Linked DNA regions of Sus scrofa: region 1 is linked to region 2. The links are chromatin contacts, called in public HiChIP or PLAC-seq maps. All regions are on one chromosome and are shown on one strand. The core of a region is the stretch at or near the end of the contact, and the rest is flanking DNA. Distances in the headings are between cores, read along the strand shown.

The links. HiChIP or PLAC-seq counts read pairs in DNA pulled down with a chosen protein or histone mark.
Region 1: a contact with region 2 is called in an H3K27ac HiChIP or PLAC-seq map of skeletal muscle. The contact joins the promoter of FABP5 here to the enhancer-like site in region 2. A contact is called at or near these places in 6 of 47 Hi-C or Micro-C datasets (embryonic fibroblasts, heart right ventricle, omental adipose tissue and 2 more) and 2 of 2 datasets of contacts at active chromatin or transcription factors (alveolar macrophages and skeletal muscle).

What each region holds. Positions count from the first base shown.
Region 1 is chr4:55,280,723-55,284,679 of Sscrofa11.1, reverse strand. It overlaps FABP5 (fatty acid binding protein 5), which reads left to right and starts at 2,095. Exons shown (of 4, transcript NM_001039746.2): 1 at 2,095-2,255. The coding sequence starts at 2,177.
Region 2 is chr4:55,166,525-55,170,547 of Sscrofa11.1, reverse strand. No RefSeq gene overlaps it. Among named protein-coding and RNA genes, the nearest start is that of PMP2, 33 kb to the right of the region's middle. Within about 2 kb of position 2,282, at least 17 of the 83 cell types and tissues checked have an H3K27ac peak or open chromatin away from gene starts, as enhancers often do. A contact at or near this core is called in alveolar macrophages, omental adipose tissue, skeletal muscle and 1 more, where this site is marked.

The DNA of each region.
Region 1 (3,957 bases), core at 846-3,345, 110 kb before region 2:
ATATTCTATACAAAAATGGATAAAACCTGTTGAACTAACACATTGAAAATGAAAGTCCTGGGAGTTCCTGTTATGGCTCAGCAGAAACGAATATGACTAGTATCCATCAGGATGCAGGATACTGGCCTCACTCAGCGGGTTAAGGATCCCGCGTTGCCTTGCTGTGGTGTAGTTCACAGACGCGGCTTGGATCCTGCATTGCTGTGGCTGTGGTGTAGGCCAGCAGCTACATCTCCGATTTGACCCCTAGCCTGGTAACCTCCATATGCCATGGGTGCGGTCCTTTAAAAAAAGAACAACAACAACAAAAAAACAAAGTCCAGGAGTTCCCTGGTGGCCTAGTGGTTAAGGATCTGCCAATGTCCCTTCAGTGGCTTGGGTCACTGCTATGGTGTGGGTTCCATTCCTGGCCCAGGAACTTCCACATGCCTTGGATGTAGCCAAAAAATAAGAAAAGAAAGTTAAAGAAAAATAAGAAAGAAAAGAATGAAAGTTCAAACACATAGAAGCTGCTTCTCCAGGAGGCAGGAGGAGCTGGCTGTGCTTAGGGTCTGGAAGCCAGAACTTACTTCTTTGAGCAAATGATGTGCTCAGCCGCCCTCAGAACATGAAGTTCTTCTAAGCAGTAGAGGTGTGGAACATGCAGGCCCTGAGTGGCACAACTACGTGGCCTGAGTCATTCAGTATTAAAATCATACCACACGGAAGATGGAGGTGACCACAAAATTAGGGCAGGAACTTGAAAGGGCTATGGCGCTGGGGAGTAAATGTCCTGAGGCATGCTGGAAGATGACAAACCAACCTCAGCTTTCAGTTCAAGGAAGGTACAAGAACTAGTGTCTTGGTATAATTCAGGGCTGTAGCTCCTATTCTTAATCCCATAAGGAGGACAGGGAGCTAGGGGCAGTCAGGTGTGGTCCTATTTCATAAGCTCTTGAATGAGAAGGACTTGGGCAGGCATTCTGGTTCTGCCACTCTGCAAACTTTCCCTGCCTGATTTCCCTTTCAGAAAATTGGAGTAACCCTCTGTAGCACAAAACGGAGTGGAGAGCAGAGTTAATGGGTATAAGGTGGCCAGGAAGTACAGCATTCAGCATAAGTGGCTACTCAACAAATAGACCTTACCTCCACCAAGGTGGCTACCCTCTGTGTGTGGCAACTTCCTCACCTCACACCAACTCACTCCCACAGGCACCTGGGAGCACAAAGTAAGATACTGTGACACGCACACTTTGAAAAGCATAACATTCTATACCCAGTATAGGATATTCTTAGGATTAAAGGTGAAGAGGGAATGCATTGGAGTCTTAAGACTTGGGAGTCAGAGAGGAAAGCTTGAAGGGCTCACTCAGCGGAAAATACAAATAATAATACTTTCTTGAACGGGAACACTTAATAGCAAGGGCAGTCACTTAAGCTGATAGCTTCTACAGTCTCAGTTTGGAAACCGAACTTCCTGGGACTTTTCCAGCTACCCGGCACCTTCTGATAAAATGATCTAACTTAACTCAGGTATATTCCCATCCAGAGACCCCAGTTAGGCTGGGAGTGCCCTGAGCGTGGGAAGAAAAAGTTCTCTCCCCAGGGGCTAAGAGACAGGTTTGTCCCCTGACTATGAGCAGTGATTAGGGACGAAAAGAAGTCTACCAATCCATCAGTCACTCAAACCAATCCCTACCCTCGGAGCCCAGCGAATGCTAATCTATTCGTTTGGGGGTGTTTTGAATGGAAGAGAGGCGGCGGCTGGTGGATCCTCTGGCCCAGGAAAGACATGTCGTGTCCGCCGGTAGCGCCCCCCCCGGTTTACTGGACTTGCAGAGGCACGAGAACGGGCAGGGCCTGGCGTCCGGGGCGGCGTGGGGCACGCCGGGCGAGTCCCCGCTTGCAGGAGGCGCCAGGGGAACCCTCGCAGAGGTGGCAGGTGGAGCTGGTTCGCACGTACGGACCCCCCGGGAGTTAGGCCCGGGGGCTTGGGGGGCGGGGAGGGGAGGCGGGGAGGCGGGACGGGCGGGTGAGGCGAGCCTCTCATTGGCCGCAGGGAGCCTCCCAGCGCGCGCGCCGCCTTTATAAAGCAGCCGCAGTGGCCCAGCGGCTGCACGCCAGGCTCCCGGCACCCGCACGCCAGGCTCTAGGCACCAGTCCGCTTATTCGCTCCGCACGCCCGTCCGCGCCCGCCATGGCCTCCATCCAGCAGCTGGTCGGAAGATGGCGCTTAGTGGAGAGCAAAGGCTTTGACGAGTACATGAAGGAAGTAGGTGAGGTTCGCCGCCACGCGGCACGACAGCGTGGCACGTGTGACTGTGTCCCTAAGGCACCCCCTCGGCGTGTTGGGCTCAGGGGCTAGGCAGGCTCAATGCCTACCCTCGATCCCCTTAGCCCCTTCCACATCCCACGCCCACCACGCGGGCGAGCGGCGGGGAGGGCGCCTCCCTTTCGTCCCAGGACCCTGGGGACCATCTGCCTCGTAGCTTGCCCCGCTCTCTGCTGCTTTCCCCTGCCCCACGCGGTGGCTCCGCACTGCTTCCTGCCCTTCAGTGCGCTCACCCCCTCTAACCTCCAGCTTCATGTCTTTGACTATCCAGGCAGCCCCCCTAACTTTCTGTTTTCCTTCCCCCACCACTCCTCCTGCTCCTTCCTCCTCCTGCCACCGTCCACTCTCTCACACTCGCCCCGTGGTGGTCGCACCCACTCGCCCTTGAGCACCCTGCAGCATCTTTTGTTCCTAGATGGCGCGCGGGTCCCCCTCCTTCGTCTCCGCGGGGACGCGGTTTCCATCAGAAACCCTTTAGAGAGTCTGGACCAGGCTTCCCGCTTCAGCCTCTATTCCGCTCCGGGGGCATCTCCCCCACCCCCAAGCCCTCCACCTTCTCTCGCTGGGTGCGCAGAACCCTGTGGGTTGGCACAACTCCCTGGGGAGCGTCGGGGCATCCTCGCCTTCAGGCCCCAGAACAGCGCTCAGAGGCGTGGCGCTGGCAGCGCTGACCTGCTGGCACCGCCTGGCCGGGCGCCACAGTGAGCCGGTGGCCTGTGGGAGGGGTGCGGTAAGATCACCCGTACTGGGAGTGGGCGAGCGCTGCGACCCTGGCCTCGGCATCTTGAGGGTGAGGAGCAAAGAGGCTTTGTTGGAAAACTGCAGTCATACAAACTGCCGGCCCTCCTGGGGCTGTTTTCTAACTAGTGTCCAACATGGGCGTGGCCTTGCAGAAAGCACTTAACATCTTAAAAGCCTTCCAAGGATGAGTGATTCTCAGGTAGGAAGATTCAAGTTCTCTGATTCAGAATAGTGCCTGATTTTCTTTTGTTGTTTTCCTAAGCTGGTGACACGGATTGTATGCTGTGTTGAGACTGGACAGATTAACAAATAAAGATGAACGTTGTTGCAGGCCTTTAGGAAGTTGGATGGTGTAGCATAGCAAAGATCCTATCTGAGACCACTGCTGGGACTGTGGGGATCCTTTAGATAGAAGCCGCCCTTGCACAAACGTTTACCTGAGTGCTTTCTGGTGCAGAAGTCACTACAGAGACCTAGGTCCTGTGGTACTTAGGTGACACTCCTTTACTAGCCTTTAGGCAAGACATCAGCTGGTTAAGGCTGGCTCCCTGGTGAATCTTGAGTGTGTTTATAATTCTATGAGTGAAACAGGAAGGCGGTGTTTTTTTTCTCCACTGTAAATCTAGATCAAGGTAACTGGAAAAAGCAACCTAACTGCACTCATAAGAAGTGCAACATTTGTGTGTTCACCTGTGTGAGGACCAAACAGAGGCTGTTTTCTGTGCCCCCTGAAAGAGGGAATGTGTTTATCAGATGGCTACTTTCCAGAGTTCTAGAGTCATGAAGGTTGTCAAGGCTCAATTCAGCAGAGAGCAATCAAGGTGTGGGAAGAGCAAAGCCCTTTCTTTGTCCAAAGTGAGAATAAATAATGGCTCAACTCACAAAACCAGATATCCATCAGCCCC
Region 2 (4,023 bases), core at 1,033-3,532:
TCACAGATTATTATGAACTGATGTGACAAAAAAAAAATGTAAACCAAACATGAAAAATTAATTCATTCCATTAGTAGATGTTGTAATAAGTCTAGAGAAGCCTATATAAAAGCAGGCAATGAATGGGATGAAAAATACAGAAATGTGTCTAATTTATAAGAACCAGGCTGTCACACTTTCAGGAATGAGCCTTGGAATGTGATGGTCAATTTTCTTAAAATTGAACTTTGAAGATACTGAAATAATAAAACACTGATTTTGTTAATTTATACACTACCAAGTAAAAACAAAATTACCTACCAATTTAACTAAAATGTAACGCTTATTATCAGGTGCTAGTATATGGAATACCTTAAGTAAAGATTCCTGTTTTAAGGTGTTTTGAATTCCTTTCTCATTATCTTTTTCTTGAGAGTTTGTATTTGTGGTGATAGAGGGGAATATAAGCTAGGAGGCACTTAGGAAACATTTACTGAGTGGCACTTATACTCTATGGGCAAATGAAATAATTCGAAGAATGCAAAGGTTTCATTGCAAGATTAGACACTGAAGTTCAATAATAGGAAGCCGTGAAAGAGGAGAAAGGAATGGACATGGTCAGAATGGAGAGGGGACTGTGGTAAGCGTGAACCTAAAGATGTAAGTTTTATCACTGATGATCACTTTTGAAATTTATTTAAACCCACAAAAATGTTGAGTCATTTAAGAACTGTATGAGGCCCCCTGCACGACTATAGCACTAGTTCCTTCCCAAACTTCCCTTCTCCCTTGATAAATTATATTGCGCACAGTCTTTTTTTCCATTTTACTATTTTTGAACAATAACAGAAAACACTAGGGGTGTGTTTTGATGGTGCAGCTGCAGGGGCATTGTTCTGGTCTGACTGATGTGATGAAGGATATCGAGAATTCAACAGCATAGTGATGACGACTTCTGGCAGGCAGCTTTAAACAGATCTCCGGGGTTTTGTGTGACTTGGGGCAGGTTTTTCCTGAGCCAAAGGGAAGAGAGTCATGGTTTTTTTACCTCACCTTTTGAGACATGTCCAGTAGTCATCCCAGATACAGCGAGTGACTGAGCTAAAAGAGGGACTACACATTGAAGGAGCTAAGTGCTGCTTGATCAGAAGACACTGAGTAGAGATGGGAGCGTTGTCAGAGGGGAATAGAGAAACTGACTAGTGGTGGTGTTATTTAAAAAAAAAATGAAATGGAAATACTTCCTGATGTTACTGTAAAGTGAGACAGATAAGGGAAATCTTAAAAACACTTAATAAGATTTAGGAGCTTGAAATTTTACATTTTCGAAGACAACATGGATCTATTTTTTTCAAAATGAAAGTGTCACTGGAAAGATGTTATTGGAATCCAGGTTCTTGTTCATGGAGCCGAAGAATGAACTTCACCAACGCACAGGCAGCAAGTAAGCAAAGGTCTTTATCACAGGAAAGCAAATAGCTCCCAGCACAGACGCTGGGAGGGGGGAGGAAGAGTCTCCCTCTCTATTGTTCTATGAGATTTTTATCTCTTAAAGATAGGAGTACCAACATGGGGTCCAGATTATCAGTTCTTTTTCCCATTGGCCTTGACCAGTTTACCTACATCAGTCCCTGTCCTATAGGAGTCTTAGGGTAGATATATCCCATAAGTCTTATGGTTCCTTTGTTCTTCTCTTCCCCAGACTGGGAGTTGCCATTCCCCTCATTCCTTTTCTATCAGTTGAGGAGTGGGTTCGAGATTAACATCCTTCTGGAGGCCTGTGGGGATGCTACTTCCTGGAACTCTTAAAAGTCACAGACGTTAATCAATGACCATATCAAAGAATATATCAAAGCCCATGTTGCTGCACTAACTACCTGAATTATTATTCTGCCTCAAAAGGAAAAGCAAAAGCGTTCCAAACTTCCTCCATATTTTCTAGATGTATTCTTGCCAGTGGCATGGAAAGCATCCACTCAACAGATATAGCCCTTTCTGTCTATGAATTGAGATACTCCATCCACAGTTGGCAGGAGCAAGAGGTTACCTCAAGTGTGGAGCTGCCTCATGGATTTTAAAATGCCAGAAGTCTCATCTTCCCCCAAGTCCCTCCCCACCAATTGTAAATCCCCAGTATGAGTGTTAACAAATTAGATAGATACATAGTCTCTCTAAGGACCCTTCTTCTCTTATCAGTTTATCACAAAAGAATACATGTTAGGATCAAGCCCTGAAGTAGGGTGTAAGCCTGGGTCAAAAGGTGAATCACAGTACATGCCTGGGAAGGGAACAGTCGTTCCAGAGGGAAGTGGGTGGGGTATTTCAGTGCTACCAGAATGGTTTTACATAGTTCCTGCTCCTCCATTACCCTCTAGTGAGTGTACATTTTACAATTCTATATTACTCGAGTCTTAAAGGGAGAAATATCTCATCAACTTTTTCTCCTGGGAATAAAGTCTGGAAATTATCAGGATGGAATTATACAGCATTACTTTATCTCCTGAAAGAGCATGTCTGAGCTCGAGGTTCTGTTCAGATAAAAGTTGGCCAAGAGACAACTCATTGGTTCTATGTTAGTTCCCCCCAGGTCATGGAAAAATTCCAGAAATGACAGCTTTCTTCCTGCCCATTATCAGGTATGGACTCCACCCTGCTGTTCTGTTCAAATGGTTCAGTTACTGAAAAAGAATACAAAGAAAAATAGAAGCAGAAGCATTTATTTGCCTTCTTACTAGGCCTTAACTATGTTTCTAAAATGGAGCCAAGGCATGAAATTCCTTCAGATGGACATAATCTTGTGGGACCAGCTGTACCAGTGAAGCCCCTGAATGCAATAAAATGGTATTGAGAATTTTATCATGCCCTTTCTGCTGGAAAGAATTTATATTTTTCATCGGCTTCTCAAATGCCACCATGGCCCAAGAAATTCTACGAACTATCAGAGAAGATTTAAAGCTTTGAGTGAGTAACTCTGCTCTGAGGGGAAAAGGACTGTAAAGGAGGAAGTTATAATGAACACAGTTTTAATAATGTCATCTGGTGCAACATTGCATGAAACAGACAGTACAATGTACAATCATACTTAGTTTGAGTCATTGCAATTTGCAGTCATTTGACTTTTGTGTTGTATACAAAGCTACATATTGCTATAATTTGCAGTTTCAGGCATTTAGGGGAGTGGGAGCTGATCTCCCACTGGAAGTTTACTTCTCTAAGAGGTATGAAGGGTGGGGTCTGAATAGTGTGATTTAAAGGAAGGAGTCTTTTTTTGGGGGGGTACTCCCTCAGCATGACATAGTTCCCAGGTCAGGGTTTGAACCCTTGCCACAGCAGTAGCCCAAGCCACTGCAGTGATAAAGCTGAATCCTTAACCACTGGGCCACAAGAGATCTCCAGAAGGAGTCTTGATGAAATAAAAATGTCCACTCCTTTTATCTTTGATTGTTTGTTTGTTTGTTTGTTTTTGCTTTTTAGGGCTGTACCTGTGGCATAAGGAAGTTCCCAGGCTAGGGATCAAATCAGAGCTACAGCTGCCAGCCTACACAACAGCCACAGCAATGTAGAATCCGAGCCACGTATGTGACGTATACCCCGGCTCATGGCAATGCCAGATCCTTAACCCACTGAGCAAGGTCAGGGATGGAACCCATATCATCATGGACCCAAGTTGGGTTCGTTACTGCTGAGCCATGACAGGAATTCCTATCTTAGTTTAAATTGTTGCTTTTCTAATACTTTGCACTAAAACATAAATGAATCATAGAATTCCTAGCCTCTTAACTTCTCCCAGATCTGTGTATTTGTGTTGGTTTGATGGTTATTTAAAGAGCCTGGTATAGTTTTCTTAAAGGGTGAAGTAGAGGATGTTGGCAAAGTCCTTAATAGAGTTACTCATATCACCTCCCATCTTTTCCCTAGTGGTGTACCACTTAATATTCTAATATAACAGCATTTCATGATTATTATACTTTTTAACTGAGGTTAAATGGGAAAATAATATAAAGAGAGATATGAAATTATTTATTATCCTTGTTTGTAAAATCA